2 separate regions of the Mus musculus genome follow, and region 2 is linked to region 1. The links are chromatin contacts, called in public promoter capture Hi-C maps. All regions are on one chromosome and are shown on one strand. The core of a region is the stretch at or near the end of the contact, and the rest is flanking DNA. Distances in the headings are between cores, read along the strand shown.

What was found. Promoter capture Hi-C pulls out the DNA fragments that hold promoters and counts their contacts.
Region 2: a contact with region 1 is called in a promoter capture Hi-C map of embryonic stem cells, with 3 times the contacts expected there. The contact joins the promoter of Insm2 here to the enhancer-like site in region 1. A contact is called at or near these places in 7 of 39 promoter capture datasets (the C10 cell line, the HPC-7 cell line, embryonic stem cells and 2 more), 3 of 484 Hi-C or Micro-C datasets (cardiomyocytes and embryonic stem cells), 1 of 115 datasets of contacts at active chromatin or transcription factors (embryonic stem cells) and 3 of 9 other capture datasets (adipose tissue, liver and pancreatic islet).

The regions. Positions count from the first base shown.
Region 1 is chr12:55,318,953-55,325,778 of GRCm38.p6, forward strand. All of the region lies in intron 3 of Prorp (protein only RNase P catalytic subunit), which reads left to right. Among named protein-coding and RNA genes, the nearest start is that of Ppp2r3c, 19 kb to the left of the region's middle. Within about 2 kb of position 5,444, at least 15 of the 459 cell types and tissues checked have an H3K27ac peak or open chromatin away from gene starts, as enhancers often do.
Region 2 is chr12:55,595,510-55,602,658 of GRCm38.p6, forward strand. It overlaps Insm2 (insulinoma-associated 2), which reads left to right and starts at 3,408. Exons shown (of 1, transcript NM_020287.2): 1 at 3,408-6,509. The coding sequence starts at 3,964. The coding sequence ends at 5,445.

The sequences.
Region 1 (6,826 bases), core at 4,194-6,693:
CTGAATTCTGCTTTACAGGGTCAGGAGTGTGCTTGGCTCTTTTAGAGTTACATTGGTGGTTTTTAGATATGGAGAATGTTTTAGGGGCAGATCTGAGAGGAGTGCTGGACTAGAAGGTACGTGGATGGAATGCCAAAAGCCAAGGGATAAAGTCATGTTTAGGCGTTACTGCATTGCTAAAGAATTTAATAAGATATTTTCTTTATTTAATACATGTTAACTATGCACTGTATTTCTGGCAATTTCCACATTGGATTATCTTTGCTTTAAGAGATTAAGATTTAATAAAAAGTCTGGTGGCTCATGCACTTTGGAATCCTAGCACTTTGGAAATAAAGGCAGGAGTTCAAGGTCATCCTCCACTACACAGTGAGCTCAAAGCCAGGCTGGCCTACAGGAGATCCTGCCTTACAGACACTGATGAGTGAATGAACAAATGAACAGGTAAATGAGTAAATGAAGGAGCATTTTGGAAATATCAGCTTATTTAACAAATTTTTTTAAATGTAAATAATGTGTATGTCTGTGGGAATCTGAACACAAGTGCAGGTGTCAGAAGAGGCAGAGGTGTCGTCTCCCTGCTGGAGCTACAGGTGTTGTTCAGAATCAAAAAGAGTCTTCTAGGAGAACTCTTAATCATGCCACCGCCGCCACCACCTCCGCCACCGCCTCTGCCTCTGCCTCTCCAACCCCAGATTCTCTATAATCACGGAAAAGCTACCTTGCTCCTCTCATTTCTGCATTCCTGATCTTTAAATAGAGAAGACTGGCCCAGGGACCAGAGAGGTCCCTTTGGAGCTGTTGGATGTTAAGGTTTCCTGTTGCCAGGAAGCTTCTTTGTCTAGTAAGAAGACACTACAGCCAGCTCCCCCATGGAGCAGAGTTGCAGTTAGAACATGGGAAGTTGTGATTTGGGTGTGTGCAGTTGCAGTCAGGTTGCAAGACAAGAAAGGCACAGCAGATCCTCAGGATGTGTCCGCTGTACAAAGCTCTATTGAAGACCTTTGGCCTTCCTTTAGGAAATGTGAAGTTTTTACATACAGAGCAGAGTATGTGATGCCTCAGACTTCAGCTTTAGCTGTAGGTGATTGTTCTGAAGGACTTGAAGAGAATTAAGAATTAGAGAGAAAGAGAGACAGAGGAGACAAGGAGAGAGTTGAGTAAGGTATTGTGGTGTTTCACAGGCGTACTCCTAGCACACAAAAGGCTAAGGCAAGAGGATTGATCATGGGTTGAAGAGCAGCCTGAGCTACATAGTGAGTCTCAGGTCAGTCTAGGCTACATGACCTTGCTTCAATAAATAAGTAAATAAAGAAAATAAGCTGAAAATAATTGATGGAGTAGATGGGGTTATATACAACACAAAGTCGGCGTGCATTCTCAGGTCAAGTGAGTTTATAGGCTCATGGGAATTTATTATTCTCTCTCTTGTATATGATTTGGATTGCCATTACAATTTTTTTTTTAATTTTTTTTACAATTTTGCGGTCTGAAGCCCTGAGTTCAGTTCCATGGCACCATGCAGATGCTGAACAGAGGCACACATCTGTAATCCCAGTTCTAGGGAGGGGGAGACAGGTGGATCCCAGGAGCTCACTGGGCGGCCAGCAGAGCTGAGCCTGAGAGCTCCAGGTGCAGCCACAGACCCTGCCTCAAAAACCGAGGCGGTGGGTTTACTCCTGAGGACCTACATGGTGAAGAGACCACCTCCCAAACTTGTCTTCTCAGCGCTACACACACACTATGATACTTAAGCATGTGAATACACACACTGAATACACAACCACACACACACAATAAATAAATCAATAAAAAATGTAGTGATATTAAAATAATAATAAAGTAGGAAATGATTGAGAAAGAGACGTCCACTGGCAACATCTGGCCTCTACATGGTGGTGCACATACATATCACACACACACACACACACACACACACACACACACACATCCATACGTCCTGCACACAGAGACAGAGGAAGAACTGCTGTCTTAAACAAATGCACATGCACTTGCAGGTAAAAGTTATGGAGGGAGGTTTTAAAACAGTGCATTCCTCGCAGAGCAACATCCTTCTATAGCATCTTCCCTTAGTTAAAACTGTATACTTACATTCATTGTAAGCTGAAAACAATTTGGGTCATCACTGAAGAGAGAAAGTCTCCTTTAAGCAAATATTTAGAAAATACTGAAATTTGCTGGGTGTGGCTGCAAATGCTTTCAATCCCAGAGGCAGAGGCAGGTGGATCTCTGTGAGTTCCAGGCTAGCCAGAGTCACATAGTAAGACTGTGTCTCAACCAAGGCATCCCCAAACCTAGCAAAGTGTCATGTCACCGAACAGTGGTAGTGTGTTCCTTTTTCTTTTTTCTTTCTTTTTTTTTTTTTTGTTTTTGTTTTTGTTTTTTCGAGACAGGGTTTCTCTGTGTAGCTCTGGCTGTCCTGGAACTCACTCTGTAGACCGGGCTGGCCTCGAACTCAGAAATCCGCCTGCCTCTGCCTCCCAAGTGCTGGGATGAAAGGCATGCGCCACCACCGCCCGGCCCTTTTTGTTTTTAAAACAGTGAGATTCCATTTCTGAGTGGGTAGAGTAGTACAGCTCACCTAGCTCCAAGTGGGCCCTAGGCAGGTTTCCTATTGCATCGCATTGCTTTTGACTGACAAAAGTTATTAACCTAAAAAGCAACCATAAAAAACCAATAACCTGCAGGTGTGACTCCATGGTACCGTGAAACGGATAGCTAGCGCAGCGATCCGGACATCGGTAATCCCGCAGCTGCTCTGCCGTGGTTTTTGCGCTGGTGTGAGCTGCAGAGTGGCTCTGGGTGGGGAAGCTTCCATGCAGGGAAATGGAGCCTGAGAGCCTCTGCCCTAACGGTACTAATTGGGAAGTGTGAGGTGCGGGGGGATTTCCATCCTTTGTTAATAAGGTCTCCAGGCGCATTTCCTCTAGGCTCTTGCGTGGGCCTGAGCTGTGGGACAGCTGCAGGGAAGTGAAATGTGATTTCCGGCCCTCAGGAGCCCTGGCTTTTCATTTGGAGATTTTATAATTGCAAGAGTGGAATGTGCAAAGCTGACTTGTGTGGCTGGTTAAGCAGTAGGTTTATTTGGTTGTTACAGAATTACGTTTATGCCAGTCGTAGCTGTGCACAGATGATTTGAATCTACAGAGAGTTGAAGTTGTTGCAGCAACCAGCACTTAATGGCCCACTGCTGTAATGTAAGCCGCTGTTTGCTGCTTTGGACCTAGAATGGAACAATCTCATCCTGACAGGTTAACAAAAGTGCTGGCCTGGCCTTCCTTTGCAGGTCCCCGTTGTCTAAATGCTTGTGCTTTGTTTTTCAGAGTCTCTGCAATGAGAAAAGCTGGCAGGGATGTATTTCAGGGAAAACGTAAGGCCCTGACTAGGTAGAGTGGCCAGGGGCAGTCGGAGGAGCTGAGAATGACGTGTACACAGGAACTAACTGACTCAAGCTGAAGGGTCTAGTCAGAGTTAATACCTTCCTGACAGTCTCTGCCAATATCTTGAGGCACATTTGTTCATTTTTCCAAAAATATGTTTTGGATGCTGGGATGGTAGCGTACTCTCTAATCTCAGCTTGCTGTTCAAAAGATGAGGCAGGGGGATGAAGAGGTCAAGGTCAACTTGGACTAGAGAGGCTGACCCTCAGTAAATAAACAAACAGGTTCTCCTGGTACTGCCAGTGCCTGCTGTTTTCTTGCCTAGTAAAGGAATGTATCTTTTTCTATTCTAAGAAGAAGAAAAAAAAATCCACAAAATATATTTAGGAGCCCTTGCTGCCTCTAAACATAGGCCAGACCTTTGCAGATAGAAAATTGTGATGATTTCTTCCCAAGTCACCTGCCATTTTGTTTTTGACATTGGCCTCCACAGCTGCTGTCAGAGAGACTTCACATAGTTGGCTACTTCTTAGTGTCCCAACCCCTCCCCAAATGTGTTCTTAGCTCCAAATCTTTGAGGCTTTCTTAAGTGCCTTTTCTGTCTTTTTTCTTGATTTTTTTAAACTAATATTTTTATTAATTATTTGAGAAATTTGCACAATGTATTTTGAACAGATCCACCCCCTAGCTCCTCCTTGATCCACTGCACCATGAAATCCAATTTATGTTACCCAACTACTTTTGGGTATGGGGTCTGTGAACCAGGTATCATACAATTAAAGGAAACTGACCCTTCTCCCAACAGCTACCAAGTGCTAGTATCTCCTCGGTGGGGTGGAACTTCATTCCCACTGAACTGCGAGGGTCCGTGTGTGCTGTCACAGTCATTGTGAGTTCAGATGCACAACTACCCGCTGTGTCTGGAAAACAGTTATAGTCACGCATCACCTCTGATGCCTGCAGTCTTTCCACCCTCTCTTCCACAAAGATTCCTGAGATGTGAGGGGAGGGGAATGAGATGTCCCATTTAGAGATGAGCACGCTATCTAAAGTCTCCTATTCTCTGCGAGTTGACCAGGTGCAGGTCTCTGTCTTAGTTGACATACACTGAAAGAAGCTTAGTGAGCTGTGAGCTGGTCTCTGTGTATAGCAATAAGTCATTAGAATCATGATAGTGCTGTGTCCATTTAGCACAATTATAGTAAAGGGCTCTTCCCAAGGGCGTATGACTATTTATCCTCTGGTTCTTGGCCTCCTTAACAGTTCTATCTTAATGGGTTCTATCTCATGGTGTTGTCCTTAAATCCAGTCAGAAAGTGGTTGCTGTCACTATTCTACAAGTAGGCACATCACAGGCAGGTTGTTATTGCAGTTTGAAGGGTTCAGAGTTGAGCGAAATTAATGGTTACTTTTTCACGCACTAACATGCGTGCTACCTTCCACCTACCTCTACAAAAGCTAGCCAGTAGAGAGCTCAGGTCAGCACCCACTTGGTTTCTTCATGCTTATGACTCAAGTTAGTGGTCTCTGCTACAATAGTGTCTTAGAAGAAATTTTGGAGGGTAACTAAGAGCAATAGCAACATCCTGTAATGTTTGGGGGTCTATGGGACCACTTTGGCTAACAACACACAAAAGAAGTGATCCATTCTTATTACTGGGGCTTTTATATAAAAGCCTGTGGTATCTAGTCTATTTTCCCCGTTATGGGGTAACTCCACTTATATATATTCCATGAAGTTTCTACAGTATTGGGTTTCCATATAGCTTTTCCAGAGGCTCTTTTGTGTTAGTTTTCCCTCCCTATATCCCCTCCTCTCCCCTACCCTCCTAACCCCGCCCCATCTAACCCCCTTTATAACTGTATTCTATCTCTGCTCCCATATCTTTCTAGACGTCTGAAGTCTTTACTTGCTTCCTTATTAGTCCTGTGACAAGAACTCTGTTCTTGTTGTTGAGTTTGTAGTTTTTCATGTCAGTATTTGTTCTTGCTTCAATGATACTAGAAACTCCTCAAGGGAGTCGCACCTCCTGTAGTCTCCTGAATACTTGGAACTTTGTAGGTATACCACAAATACTGTTACTCATACAGCACATAAGCAGTGTTAGACTTGGTCAAAGCTACTGTTCATTTAGCTGTGTCATGTTAGTAACAGCTTTCTAGAAGTATTTCCTTTACAGGGAGGGAAACCGAGGTTCAGAAAGGTTACTCATTCACCAACATCCTACAGTCTAAGCGGTGAAGGCAGCATTCAAACCTAGATCTGCTCCCTACACTGTGTTATTTTGGGGTTAGAAAAGTATTGCTAGCCGGGCATGGTGGCACACGCCTTTCATCCCAGCACTTGGGAGGCAGAGGCAGAGGCAGGCAGATTTCTGAGTTTGAGGCCAGCCTGGTCTACAGAGTGAGTTCCAGGACAGCCAGAGCTACACAGAGAAACCCTGTCTCGAAAAAACTAAACAAACAAACAAAAACAAAACAAAGAAAAGTATTGCTTAGCTTGCATATTTGCTTAATTATGGCAGAGGAATAGTTATGTAATGAGAGTTAGTAATTTTTGTCAGGAATAATGAAATCAATTTCAGCTCTGTCAGAGGTCACAGGGACATAGAATTTCCCTTACCGTCATCAGTTACTACTGGGCCGACTGACTCACCTTTCGGCTCCTGGTCGGTCTGTCTTTTAGTTGTTCATTTGTTTGTATAAGCAAGACATGCCGGGGAACCACTGCTGAGGTGTGCAAGCTTAGCATTGAGCTAACAGTGTTCCCGGGAAGCCCCGACCTTATCGCTTCCATCCGCTCTTTCTTTTTCACCCAGTCCCTTTTTATTTTTATTTTTTAATTTTGTGCTTTTTGTTTTTTAAGAGAGGATCTCACTGTGTAACTCAGTTGGATCTCAAATTCAGAATCCTCCTGCCTTGGTGTCCAGCTGTGTGACTTGCATATGCCACTAGGCCTGGCCTTAGATCTACTATGTAATTATTTTAACAGGTTAAACTTAGTGTTGTTTCTCTGATACATTCTTCCTTCTTGGGTTTTTACTCACACACACACCTTTTTTTTTTTCCTATACCTGCCCCCTTTTTTTGGTATGTGCATTTTCATTAAAGGAGAACAAAAAAAAACCCAAAAAACCAGGCATGGGTATGGTGATAATCTCAGTCCTCAGAACACAGGCAGGAGAATTCCTTTCTTTTCTTTTAAAATTAGGACTAAACGAAATTAGATGTTAATTGTTTCATTTGTATGAGAGCATCTAAAACTAAATGGCCTTTGAAGACACAACTGTCTTCAAAATTACACTTTATAAACAAAGAGCTCACGTAGCTCAATGAAGCCGGAAATAAACTGGAAACTGGGAGTGAAGCTTGTGTGCCTTGGTAAGAAGAAAGGAGACTAGAAAGGTTGTCTGTATGGAGGACAG
Region 2 (7,149 bases), core at 2,158-4,657, 270 kb after region 1:
CACAAACACCTACATAAAAGCTGGCTGGCTGGGTGGCTGGCTGGCTGGCTGGCTGGGTGGCTGGGTGGCTGGGTGGCTGGGTGGCTGGCTGGCTGGGTGGCTGGGTAGGTGGCTGGCTGGCTGGCTGGGTGGCTTGCCTGTAATCCCAGCTCTCTAGAAGCAGAGACAGGATCTCAGGAGCAAGATGGCTCGCCAGACTAGACAAGCTGGGAAGCTCTAGACCGAGTCAGAGCCTGCTTCAGGAATAAGGTGAAAAGCAACCTAGGAAGACAACCTCTGACCTCCATATGCATGTCCAGCCCCTGTATGCATGCACACACATGCATACCATCTCTCCAAGCTCAGAGAATCACCAGTTTAGCTAGGGCTGTCAGGAAAGGTATGAGGTGGCATTCTTTGAGTATAGACCATTGCTTTGATAAATACCATGGCCAAATGAAACCCAGGGAGGAAGTGGTGTGTTTAGTCTTACAGGCTATAGAGTATCATGGAGGGAAGTGGGGCCTGGGTGCAGAAACTAAAGCAGAGGACATAGACAAATGCTTGGTGGCTTGGTCCCTTCAGCTTCGTCAGTTTGCTTTCTTGTACAGTGCAGGCCCTTCCTAGGAAGGGCACTACCCATAGAGCCTGGGTGCCTCTATATCCATCATTAATCAAGACATGCCCCCGAAGAGATGTCCATAGGCCTATGTGAAAAAAGTTTCCTCTTTCCCAGATGTGGTGGTTTGAATAGGTTTGGCCCCTATAGAGTTCCGTGTTTGAATGTTTGGCCTATGGGAGTGGCACTATTAGGAGATGTGGCCTTGTTGGAGTAGGTGTGGTCTTGTTGGAGGAAGTATGCCATACTGGGGGCTGGCTTTGAGGTCTCCTATGCTCAAGTTCCATCCTGTGTAGGAGACAGTCCCCTTCTGCTGCCTGCAGATCAAGATGTAGGGCTCCCAGCTCCATCTCCAGCACCATGTCTGCCTGGACACTGCCATGCTTCCTGCCATGATGATAATAGACAGAACCTCTGAACCTGTAAGCCAGCCCCAATTAAATGTTGTCCTTCATAAGAGTTGCCTTGGTCATGGTGTCTCTTCACAACAACAGAACCTTACCTAAGACACCAGGTGACTTTAGTTTGTGTCAAACTGATGAAAACTAGCCAGTACAGAGAGTGGATATTTGGGTTATACCCTCTCTTGTTCCTCCCATTATTCCCAGTAGCCTCCTTTCTATTGTCATGGCCCCCTTTTCCTTCAAATTTTCTAAATTTAAATCAATTTCATCCCACAACAAGAAAATTAAATCTTGAGAGATGATTCAGCATTCATGAATTTTTGCCAAAGTGTAACAGAGCAGAGAGGGAACATGTCCCCACTGTCAAGAGAAAGGGGGTGGGTGACACCAAGATCTCACATACTCTCTAGGCCTCATCTTTATCGTATGTCTTTTTTTTTTTTTTTTAAGATTTATTTTTTACATGTAAGCACACCAGACACACCAGAAGAGGGCATCAGATCTCATTCATTACAGATGGTTGTGAGCCACCATGTGGTTGCTGGGATTTGAACTCAGGACCTTTGGAAGAGCAGTCAGTGCTCTTAACCGCTGAGCCATCTCTCCAGCCCTATTGTGTATCTTAGTGAGAGAACAGAAAGGATTGCTGGCACTCTGAAGAATCTTTTAGGATAGCCCAGGGGAGGTTCGCACCGAGTCCTATGTTACCGGAATTTTAAAGTCTTTATTTTTTAACTGAAGGAGTGACTTTCAGCTGGCAGGGTCAGGTCTCCCTGTCAAGGATCTGGGGAATGTCCACAACCGCACAAGTCTATCCTAGGGAAAGCTGCCACATTTAACCTTAGCCTTGTGTGTGTGTGTGTGTGTGTGTGTGTGTGTGTGTGTGTGTGATATTCTTTTTATTTTTATTTCTAATCACCAGAGTCATGTATACTTTTTGCAGGTCACTTAAAAGATCTAAAAACTGAAGTCAGCAAAAACTATTAAAATTCTTACTAAGCGGATGCGCATCACAACGTTTCCATCCCGAGCGCTTCCGGTGTCGCATGCATTTCATTCCTTCCTCACTGAGCTCTGCAGTGCACACATGCACCTTCCCATCCTGGGGCCTAGTGTCATGATGTACTCTGAGTTCCGTCTGATGCTGATGGCTAACTCATCATCTGCAGTAGAGGTGAGTTCCTCGACGTAATCTCAGCGTATTTACAATCACCAACAATACTGTGACAAAGAGTTTTCTTTATCCATATTTTCTAGAAAGTTGTTAATTAAGAATGAAAAAAAAATGTGGTATTGTTTTCCAGGAAGGTTGTCATTGAAGAGGGTGGGGGAGCAGCACTGGAGCTGGTGGAAAACACGAGCCAATATGCTTTGCTTCAGGAAAAAGCCTCGTGGGCAAGGGGTAGGATGAGATGAATTTGAGTGAGAAGTCAGCCCCGAGGTCACTGACATGTTGGAAATGACCAGCTCAGGAAACCAAGCTTATTAACCTACTTAGCACTTTAGCATTTTAATGATTCGGGATAGGAATTTTGATTGTAAAATCTCACACTTACTGTACGCCGCTCGCTCCACACTGTTTAATGGAAAGCATCATAACTGCTGAGCTTAATCCAGTCCTTAAAGTACAGCAGGACAGAAAACCAGAGGATCCAGGGTATTTGGTTAAGTATTATATTGTGAAACTTTATTGTGTGTGCATGCGCGCATGCCTGCTTAAGCATAACCTGATGCATAGCCAGAGATAAACAGACCTTCATGTCTCTTTCCTTAAATACTGTCCTCCATGTGAAATTACTTCACTGATGATGGGACTCAGCCTGCATTCCACTTTAACTGAGTCTGCTTTTAGTTCTGTTTATCGAGGAGCTCCGAGCACGGGTCTTTCCCTTTCCTCTTCTCACATTGCATGGGTTTTGTTATAAAGGCTGATACGGTACCTCTGTCGAATAGGGCTAATTATTTCACCGTTCAATCAGTACTACAAACCTACAAATCTCTTCAGGTTCTTAACTACAACAACGAAGTGCCCAGCTGGTGGCAAGGGGCCCAGAGGACAATCTGTTGAGTTGGTGTACTGCACATCTTTTGCAGAGTGTCTCTTGTCATGTAGAGGGAAGCAGGTGTAATGCCGATTCCACCAGCATTTCTCACTCAATCTCCTCCATGCTAAACAGGCCAGTTAGGCATTAAGTCATGTCTCTGGGTAGCTTAAGTGGAAAGTGTGAACAGAGAAACCACTTTATGTGAGGACAGTCGAAAATTAGATCCCTTCCCCTCCCCACTCCTCTTCCCCAAGGGAGGGGACACTTATCAGCCAAGAGCTCGGCGCCTGAACCGTGCAGCGTCCTGAGCTCCAGAGGTTTGCCAGCACGCACGATCTGCGGCGCCGAGAGCTCTTCTCCCCAGATGAATTCTCATAGTATCACAGAAGCGCGCAGTCCCGATCGATACTGGATGGCAGACGTGCTCCCGCCGTCAAGTGTAGGCACAGGGCGGTGGATTTAGCTGCCCTGCAGTTCGCTCGCAGCTTCTCATCAGCTCAGTACTGGCGGAGGGACGTTAACCCGTTCCCGCGCGGATTCCCGCCCTGTCGCGGTGGCCGTCCCTCCTCTGACCTCCCGAGGCGGCCGAGCCTTTCAGAGCGACGCCCAGGCGTGGGCCTGGTCAGTTCTCGGCGCGTGGCGGGCTGGTGGCTCTGGCTCCCTAGCGCGAGGTCCCCGGAGGCTGCACTGGGCGCCCCAAGCCCCTTCGTGCCCGCTCGTCTTCCCGCGTCTCTGTCGGGGCGCCCGGCCGGGTGGAGGCCCCGCCCCGGGACCCGCTCCCACTCCTGATTGGCCGGCACAGCCCGAGGGGCCCGGCCCGACCCGGCCCGGCGTCTCAGCTATAAAGCGGGCGGCCGCATGCCCGGCTCCGTCCAGCCCTCCTAGCTCCGGGGCTCGCCCGGGCACCCGACCCACCATGCCGAGGGGCTTCCTGGTGAAGCGAACCAAGCGCTCCGGCAGCTCCTACCGCGCGCGCCCGGTGGAGCCGCTTTTCCCTCCTCCGGGTCCCCTCGCGGCGCAATCCTCACCGGAGGAGCCCGGTCGGGGACTTTTGGGGTCCCCCTGCCTCGCACCTCCGCAGGACGACGCCGAGTGGGGCGCGGGTGGCGGCGACGGCCCCGGCCCCAGCCCCGCGAGGCCGGCGGGCCCCGAGCTGCGCCGCGCGTTCCTGGAGCGCTGCCTGCGCTCTCCGGTCTCTGCGGAGTCCTTCCCCAGCGCCACCGCCTTCTGCTCCGCGGCGCCCGCGGCCGTGACCTCCGGGGAGGAGTTGGTACCGCCGCAGGTCCCTGTATCCGTTCCAATTCCCGTCCCCGGGCCCGCCCCGCATGGCCTCCAGCGCCGCGGTAAGGGTGCCCCAGTCTGCGCCTCAGCGCCGGCAGCCGTCAGGAAACCTAAGGCGGTGAGAAGGCTGAGCTTCGCAGATGAGGTGACCACGTCCCCGGTGCTGGGTCTGAAGATCAAAGAGGAGGAGCCCGGGGCTCCGGCACGGGCTCTGGGCGGCGTCCGCACCCCGCTGGGGGAGTTCATCTGCCAGCTGTGCAAGCACCAGTACGCGGACCCCTTCGCTCTGGCTCAGCACCGCTGCTCCCGCATCGTGCGCGTCGAGTACCGCTGTCCCGAGTGCGACAAGGTCTTCAGCTGCCCCGCGAACCTCGCCTCCCACCGCCGCTGGCACAAGCCACGTCCCACGCCTGCCTGCGCCGCGAGTAAACCTCCCCACGCGCCTCTGACCCCTCCGGACCCTTCCCTGGCGACGGGCAAGGAGAACGGCCGCGTGCCGCGGACCGACGATCAGCACCCGCAGGCTCCGGACAGCTCCGGAGACGGTCAGCACCGGGACAGCGCCGCGCGCCCGGGCCTACAGGCTCTAGTGTACCCGGAGGCCGCACGACCCCAGGCTCCCTACCCCGAGGTGATTCTAGGGCGCCACGGGCCGGGGTCGAGCGGTGCCAGCGCAGGAGCGACGTCCGAGGTCTTCGTGTGCCCGTATTGTCACAAAAAGTTCCGTCGCCAAGCCTATCTGCGCAAGCACCTGGGCACCCATGAGACGGGCTCGGCCCGTGCACCAACTCCGGGTTTTGGCTCGGAGCGCACGGCCCCACTCACCTTTGCGTGCCCGCTTTGCGGGGCGCACTTCCCGTCCGCGGACATTCGAGAGAAGCACCGGCTATGGCACGCTGTCCGCGAGGAGCTGCTACTGCCCGCCTTGGTCGGGGCACCTTCGGAAGCAGGCCCCGGAGGGGCATCCGATGGTAGCGCTCAGCAGATTTTCTCCTGCAAGTACTGCCCGTCCACTTTTTTTAGCTCCCCCGGCTTGACCCGGCACATCAATAAGTGCCACCCCTCCGAAAGCCGGCAAGTGCTGCTGCTGCAGATGCCACTGAGGCCTGGCTGTTGAGGACCGAGGCCTGTCGAGATTTCGAGAATGGCTTGGAGAAAACATACGGGAACTCCTGTGGGACTCTCTTCATCTTGCAATTTCCAGTTTCCTTCCCATACCTTCCCTCTTAAAACTCTCAGTCATGGTGCCTGAGGAGAGGGCAACAAGATGTAAAACCCCCTCTCTAGAGCAGGTATGTATTTGGCATAAAAATTCACGGTCAACGCTGACAGCTTCAAGTCCTCACTCCCACTACAATGAGATTTCCCCTTCCTTAAAACGCTGGAGACCCCAATGGATTCCCTTGGGTTTGTAGTTCCTATGGAAAATCGCAGTGAACGCCTGCAAGTCTGTCTACACAAGATTCTACCTAAAGTGGTAGTCACCAACGTTTTTGTTTTTGTTTTTGTTTTTCTTTTGCCACCACAGGCACTTAAGTCGTTTCTGTCTCAATAGGGTCAGACTTTTTTTTTTTTTTTTGTCTTGTATATTCTGTGAATCAAGCTTTGTGACTGATGTCAAACCTGAAGGGAGGGAAGACCCACACCCGCGTGGATGGACAGGAAATCTGAGGCTGTTGCTGTCTGGTGTGATAATGTCCCTGGGACTTTATTTCCTTAACTGAATGTATGTCCCTTCTTTTAAGCTAGGCTTTGGAGGCAGGGCAGGTGTTGCTTACTGAGAAGGAGTTGGTGAAGTTCACTACTTCACGTGCTGCGTTAGGAGGAGCTAAACATTTTCTTTACATAACTTTAAAAAAATACAATACTCGTTCCTCAAGTGTGAATGTTTTTATAGCAAGATTTCACTTAAATTATGTAATGATTATGCTGTAAGTCTGCTGCATATTACATCATAAACTGTTCAACCTAAGGGGGATGTTAACACCTGCAATCTACCATGAACTGAATGGCAATTCACTCAATATTTTATATTTTCTTTTCAGGAGCAACTTTTGAATTTCTTTTTGTAAATCATACTCAGTGTGTATTCTGTAACTATTCCCTCAATAGCCAGAGTCTGGGACACTGGCAGAGTGCTCTTTGACAAATGGATTTGTAAGAATGGTTCTGCCAAATAAATGTATGTAGACTGTGCTTGTTTTATTCTGTCTTAAGAAATGGTTGAATACAGTGTATTTTTAAAGACACATTTCTTACCTCCCCAGTATTTTCCTTTAGGTTCTGAGGGACCTATTCTGACAGAATACAAAGACAGGAGATACTATATCTGGCAATGAATGTAATGGTGCTGAAATGCAATAGGAATTCCTCCTTTGAAGTCTAGCTGCAGACTACAGCAGTGCCATGCAACAGAGAATAGCAACTACTTTTTAAAACTCTGCAGAACAACCCCACCATGAATGCAACAGAGAATAGAACAAGTTTTTGTTTGTTTGTTTTTGTTTGTTTTTTGTTACCTGGAGATGACAGGAATTAAATAAGTGGTGCTAATTAGTCTCGCTGTTTCTAGTCAGCATTTTCTTCCATCTTGTTACCAGTTATCAATCCAACAGAAATATGTAAGGAGTTAAATTTGATTTTTCCTTTGGAAACTTCTTTCTGTTGGCTGCAGGGAAACTCTCTACAGTGTTTAATCACATTCCTACAGGCTGTCTTTTCTCATTTGATTGTTTTTATTTATAAGATTAATTTCCATAAAAAAGTACACAGGAACTCTAAATATTTGCTTAGAAAAAATTGGTAGAAAATTCTATTCCTG